Linked DNA regions of Sus scrofa: region 1 is linked to region 2. Evidence: chromatin contacts called from public promoter capture Hi-C data. All regions are on one chromosome and are shown on one strand. Each heading gives the region's core, a stretch centred on a gene start, on an enhancer-like site or on the middle of the called end of the contact. The rest is flanking DNA. Distances are from core to core; before and after follow the strand shown. Region 1 holds the start of PBX3 (pre-B-cell leukemia transcription factor 3). Region 2 holds the start of NR6A1 (nuclear receptor subfamily 6 group A member 1).

What was found. Promoter capture Hi-C pulls out the DNA fragments that hold promoters and counts their contacts.
Region 1: a contact with region 2 is called in a promoter capture Hi-C map of fetal liver, with 4 times the contacts expected there. The contact joins the promoter of PBX3 here to the promoter of NR6A1 in region 2. A contact is called at or near these places in 1 of 5 promoter capture datasets (fetal liver) and 1 of 47 Hi-C or Micro-C datasets (liver).

The regions. Positions count from the first base shown.
Region 1 is chr1:266,381,938-266,385,521 of Sscrofa11.1, forward strand. PBX3 (pre-B-cell leukemia transcription factor 3) reads left to right here and starts at 1,374. Exons shown (of 9, transcript XM_021068936.1): 1 at 1,374-1,663; 2 at 2,601-2,674. The coding sequence starts at 1,464.
Region 2 is chr1:265,569,449-265,572,574 of Sscrofa11.1, forward strand. NR6A1 (nuclear receptor subfamily 6 group A member 1) reads right to left here and starts at 1,439. Exons shown (of 10, transcript NM_001097499.1): 1 at 1,174-1,439. The coding sequence starts at 1,273.

The sequences.
Region 1 (3,584 bases), core at 124-2,623, 810 kb after region 2:
ACCAGGCCCAAAGGCGGGCGCCAACTCCAAGCTGTGCCCTCTCGGTTACTATGGTGATCGCGGGGTGGGCGGGGCCACCATTCCCTGCGTTTCCCCCCCCTCTGCCCAGGACTTTTCGAACGCTCCAATAGGGACAGCCCTTTCTTGACTCTGTCCCGCCCCGCTCGGCTCCGAGAGTGATTCGATTGGTTTGCAAACAGGCGGTGGGGTACCCCAAGGATACCACCTCAAAACGGGAAGAGCGGGAAAGTGTACAAGGCGCTGTCCGAGGCGTGAAGCTCACAGCGCTGTGGGGAAGCACATGGTTGGCCTTGGAACGAGTTGCCCCGTGTCCTGTATACAACTCTACACACTCAGGACTGCTAGCACTAGAGACATGAGCCGGGGTGCGGGCACACCGTTTGCGGGCCGGGGCGGCCCATCCCGGCGATAGAGGACAAGACGAGGCGTAAAGATCCGGTGGCGCGCTCTCGGGCGCTGGGGATCAGAGGCCAGAGTGGGCGGGCAGAAGTCCGGGGGCGGTGCCAGCGGCGGCGGCGGGAGGCGCAAGGCCCAATGAGTGCGCGCACCGCCCCCGGGGGCGGGGCTTTGGGGAGCGCTCCCCCCGCCCTCCCACACGCCCCCGCCCCTCCCCCCGGGCGCCGGGGCCGCAGTGAGTGAGTGGCACTGGCAGCCTGTCAATCCCTCAGCCGAACGGCCTTCGAGCCCGGTCCGCGGCGGCTGCTGGCAGGGTGCGCGGCTCCGGCAGTGGCGGCGGCGACTTCTCCCGCCCCATCAATCTGCTGTCCGCCCGGCGCGCGGCCCGCCGGGGCCCTTCCTCGGGCTCCGCGCCCCCACCGCGCCTGCCCGCTCGCCCGCTCCCAAACTTTCCTCCTCCGCCCCCTCTCGCTCCCCTCGGCCCTCCCGCCGGCCTCCTCCTCCGCCGCCGCCGCCTGCCGCCGCCGCTCCCTCCCCCGGGGCCGCCGGGGCTCGGATCCCGCCCGGCCGAGGTGGCCGAGGCGGCGGCGGCGGCGGCGGCGGGGGCCGAGGGAGGGGAGTGCGCAGGCTGGCGCGGGTGGCGGCGGGCGTCCCAACAACTCGGCCGGTGCTGAGGAGCAAGTTGCGCGGGGCCACCCGGCGGGGCGCGCGGCGGCGAGGAGGCGGCGCGGCGGCCGCGTGAGGGCAGCGGGCGCCGCTGCCTCCGCCTCCGCCACCGCCGCGGAGCCCAGCGCTTCCGCCCGGCGCTTCTCCTCAGCCTCCGCGGCGGCGGAAGCCGGAGCCGGGCGCCCGTCTGCACCGCCTCAGCCGCGGGCCCCGCCGGCCGGGCCGCCCCCTCCCCGCGCGGGCGGGGAGCGCGCGGCCGCCTCCCCCTCCCCCTCCCCCTCTTTCTTCTCCTCCCTCGTCGCCGCCGCCGCCGCCGCCGCCGCCGCCTCAGCCTTCGCCTCAGCCGCCGCCGCCGCCCGCTCCCGCCCGCGCGCGGCGGGATGGACGATCAATCCAGGATGCTGCAGACTCTGGCCGGGGTGAACCTGGCCGGCCACTCGGTGCAGGGGGGCATGGCCCTGCCGCCTCCCCCGCACGGCCACGAAGGGGCGGACGGCGACGGCAGGAAGCAGGACATCGGCGACATCCTCCACCAGATCATGACCATCACCGACCAGAGCTTGGACGAGGCGCAAGCAAAGTTGGTGTCGTCTCATTAAGCATCTTTTGTGTGTGTGCGGGAGCCGGGCCCGCGGCAGAGTCCGGCCCCGGGTGGCGCCCGGGCCGGGGGCCTCAGCCCCGGGGCGGGGAACTTTCTCCGAAAACAGGCCGCCCGCCCGGGCCTCGCGGGGGACTTGCCCCGCGCCCCTCGACGCAGGCGGGAGGCGGCAAAGTTGCTCTCGGGGCGCGGGACGGACTTGGTGCCGCGTGGATTGTGTGGGTTTCTCTCACCCCCGCGTCCGGCCCTGTGGCAGCCCGGCCCCCTCGTACGGATTCAAACCTCCCGCCCGGACCCCGGTGCACGCCGCGGCGAGCGGGCCCCGGGCCGCACTTGAGGGAAGTGCAACTTTCTGCTCGGCCGGGAGTCCCGGCGCCCGGCTCCGCCTGGCCGCCGGACGACCTCGCTGTGCGGGCGGCCGCCCCGGCCCCGCCGCGGGGCGATGGGCGGTTCCCCGGCGGGTCCGGGCGCAGGCGGCCAAGTTCTCGGGAAGGGAGGGCCGCCTGGCAAACTTTGCCAAGCTGTCACCGCCCGCTGGCCGCAGTCGGCCGGCCGCCCGTGCGCGCCCGCTCCCCCGGCGGAGGGCGGACGCAGGAGCCCCTCCACGCCGTCCTGTCCCCTGGGTCGCCGCCGTCTGCCCCCGGATCGCGGTTGCCCGCGCGGGTTCGCGCCCTGCGGTCGCCGAGGCTGCTGCCTGCCGGGCAGATGGGTCGCGCTTCGTTCGGGCTGGAGCTTTGGCTGCCGGAGCTTGCCGGCTGTCGCCAACTGAGTCAACTTGAGTTCTGTTGACTTGCCGTGGTTCCAAAGAGCCTTCCAAAATAGGGGGCCGGAATGAAATCTTGGGTCTAAGTTAAAGGAAGGCGCCATATTATTCCATAGGTGATGCTAATACCTTTGTGTTTTGCTATTTGTTTTTTAGGAAACATGCCCTGAACTGTCACAGAATGAAACCCGCGCTCTTCAGCGTCTTGTGCGAGATCAAAGAGAAAACAGGTAAGACGCTGCGCCCGGCCGTGGGCCTGGAGACCCCCGAGGTGGGGTCCGAGCTACTCCTTCGACTCTCCAGTTGAGAGCTGCTGCTTTTGGGCACCGCCATCTTTGATCATTCTTTCCTTCCCACCTCCTGATCTTGAGGAAAAACTGCAATAAATCTGGAGTCGATTTCTCAATTCCGCTCCTGGTGTAAAATGAAGTGTAGATGCGGACGGGGCTGGGTCGCCGTCCCCGGGCGGCCACCCCTGGCTGCAGGTGGGGAGGGGGCCGGAGCTCCAGCCACCCTCTCCTGCTCCTTTTGCCTTGTTTGTATGTCAGTTTTTAAAAGGAGCAACGGGAGACTGGATGCCAGGGACCGAGTCCCGGAGAGAAGCATCCCCCGAACTTTGTTTTACTTAGCCTTAAGCTTCGGTTACACAGAATAGCTGCAATTGAACAGACCCCAGGAGCATGTTTGAATTAGTGTTTTAGTTGGGAATGCTACTTTTAAGAAACAGGAAGGGTAATGAAGTGTTTTTAGCGATATACAAGGTGTTACATTTATTAATACTTTGACTAAATGTTATGCTTGAAGTCATTGCATTGTAAACATAATATATTTTATAAAGTAGAGAAAGGTCCACAGGTACAGATTGAACAATTTTCGAGGTGTTTAAGGCAGGGAATATATTTAAAGACAGCTTTTACTGAAGAGCTGAAATGAAAACTATACCAGTAAATGTTAGACAAATTTCTGACAATTCATTTCAAATTGGCTTTCTTGTACACTTTTTAACAATTGAAAATGTTTTAGTCTTGAGGTGATAGTAGTGACTCAAGTGAAGGGAGAGACTTAATCTAGATATTTTAGGTGGTATTCGGCATTATTTCCCCTGTATATGGCTAACAAGTGCATCAAACAAGCTTTACT
Region 2 (3,126 bases), core at 189-2,688:
TTGCTCCAGGGCGCTTTCCAAGTTCAAAAGTTCACCTTTTACGACCTCACAAAAGCTCCTTACACGTTACCAATAAAAACATTCCGCGGCAAACACTGAGGGGAAAAATATCAAACAGATACAAATAAAACACCCCGCGGGGGGAGGGAGCCGGGGGTGGGAGGGCGAGTCGGGCCCAGCCACAGCCCCGAGGAACCTGAGGACTTGGCCGGGACGTGGGGCAGGGGAGAGCGGAGGGAGGGAAGGGCCAGGTGAGGGATTCTCCGGGCCTGGGCTCCGGGATCGCGAAAGGGAAGAGAAGTGAGCTTGGGCAGGCGCGGGCCGAGACCGGCGAGTGCAAGGAGGGAAGAGGCAGGTGTCCCGGGCACCAGATCGGGCCGGAGATCCGAGCCACCGGGGGGAAAGAGATGAACAGGGCCGGGGCAGGCGGGCAGGAGAGCGCCGGGAAGGAGCGCAGAGAAGCAGGGCGCGGGGTCCGAAAAGGAAACGCTGAGCCAGTAGCTACCGAACTGGGGGTTCGGTGCCGAGGTGGAGGCTGGGGCAGCACGGGAAGCGCGGGACGGCAGGGAGACGGGAAAAGGTGAGGGGCAGAGAGAACCAAGGGGACGAGGGTGTGGCGTCCTCAGGGCGCTGAGGGAGCTTCCGCGGAGGAAGAAGGGCCCGCGTGGGGGAACACGGTGGGGGAGATCCGGGTGGGGAGAGAAAAGCTTAGAGTCGAAGGGAACACTTTGGGGGAGAGGCCCCCACAGAGGGGTCCCCCAGCGGGGGGGGGGGAAAGGGCCTCGGAGCAGAGGGAACTGGAGGGGGAGGGAAAGCCCCCACTGACGGGACTGGAGGTGAGGGGGCCGAGAGACGGGGAGAGGGGTCGGCGCAGAAGGGACCTAAGGGAAGGGGGAGGATTCGCGCAGAGGGACGGGGGGAGGGGAGGCTTGTGCGGAGGGGACAGGGGGGAGGGGGAAACGAGGGTCGGGATTGAGGGAACTGGGCAGGGGGAGGATCAGCACGGAGAGGAACGGGGAAGGAGGAAGGAGGAGAGGGAGGGTCCGCGCTGGGGGGACCCGGGGTCGCCGCAGCTTCCCACGGTGAGAGTCGGCTGAAAGGAGAGGGATCCCCAGGGCAGGGGACAGGGCGCCGGTTCTTGCCGGGCCGGGACTCTGAACTCCCCTCACCCACCGTTGCGCGGCGGCGGAGGGAGCGCGGCGGGCGGCTCCAGGAACCCCGCCGAGCCCCCGCCGCCTCCCCCTCCGCTAGGCGGCCGTTCGTCCCGCTCCATGCGGTGGTGCTCAGGACCCGCGCTCGGTTCGCTGCTCCGCCATGACCGGCGCCCTCGCCGTCGTCGTCGTCCGCCGGGGGGGAGGGGGCTGTCAGGGGCCGGAGGGCTCCCGGCCGCGGCGCTCTCTGGGCCCCTAGCCGCCCGGCTCCGCGCCCCTCCGCGCCGCGCCCCCTCAGCACTGGCCAGCTCCCACCCCCGACGTCACGCGCCGCTGCCACGCATGCCCCGCGGGGCACCCTGGGAATTGGAGTCCACCGGGCGAGGTCGGCCGGGCGGGACCCCACCAATTGAAGGGGTGGGAGAAGGGAACGGAGGCCCTGAGAAGGGAAGGCCAAGGCTTGTCACCATCACGAACTCTGATGAAAACTTCTGGTAAAAAACTGAATAAATATTACTTCAGGGTCTGCTCTTTATTATGACATATCCATGATCAACCGTCCCTGCGATGCTCCGTATCCTCCCTCCCTGACAATGAGTCTTTCCTAGGAGGCGGATCGCGAAGGAGCCGGGTGAGCACGTGCAATGAAGCCCAGCCCTGTAGGCGGGGCTCGGAGGGGGCGGAGTTTGGAGGTATTCACGAGGGCCTTCCTCCGCGGCTTTGGGACAAATTGGACCCGAGATTAAAGGACCGGAGTTTAACTCGGGATGACTGCGTTCGTATGCAAATTGAATCTATAAAACTCTGCTTTCCGGGGTACTCTTTAAAGCCTTTTACCTCCGGGTGGGCGGGAAAGACTAAAGTTTCTCTTCCTCCTCTTTCATTTTCACCCCTGACCAAAGAACAGAATGGCAAACTAAGTAAGCTTCAGGCCATTGATGCCGTTAAAGAAACTCAGACTGTCCATTCCTGGTGTCTTGAACCCCACCCCCACCCCCGTTTAAGAGGCTCCTTACCCAGTTCGCTTTCCCTCCTCCTCAGTTTTTTTATCTGTGAAATGGGATTAGAATAGGGATGGGGTCCAGTTGGAGGATCCCAGCCTCCCCCGCCGTAGCTCTTTGCCTCAGTCTCCCAGAGCAAAATCCCAGATTTTGCAGTTTCTGATGGGGCTAGCTGACCCCACCTCCTGTGGCCACCAGGTGGCGCGCAGCCACCAAGCGGCGTGCAGCCACCAGCCTCGGCTTGCTGGGGGCGTCCACCTCAGGGACCCATCTCTCACCGTGGCTGCCTTCCAAGGTCTGAGCTCTACCTGGCCTGTTTGAAGACAAAGAACAGGAACACTGGCTGATTCCTTGACCGCCTCTACTCTGCGGAGTTATGCCGAAGCTTCCTCACTGGCTACCCATTCCCCACCCTGACACCCCACCAATCTATTGGCTCATCTATGTCATTACTTGCTTAATTTTTTTTTTTTTTGTCTTTTTAGCTATTTCTTGGGCCGCTCCCACGGCATATGGAGGTTCCCAGGCTAGGGGTCGAATCGGAGCTGTAGCCACCAGCCTACACCAGAGCCACAGCAACGCCGGATCCGAGCCGTGTCTGCAACCTACACCACAGCTCACGGCAACGCCGGATCCTTAACCCACTGAGCAAGGGCAGGGACCGAACCTGCAACCTCATGGTTCCTAGTCGGATTCCTTAACCACTGCGCCACGACGGGAACTCCTACTTGCTTAATTTTTATTTATTTCTTTTAATCATTTTGCTGCCACACCTGCAGTATAAGAAAGTTCTCCGGGGTTGGGAGTTGAACTGGAGCTGCAGCTATGGCCTACCCTACAGGCACAGCAATGGCAGGATCCGAGCTGCAGCTGTGACACCGAAGAAACTTCAGATCTTAACCCACTGAGCAAGGCCGGGGATCAAACCCACATCCTCACGGATACTTTGTCTCTTTCTTATCCTGCTGAGCTAC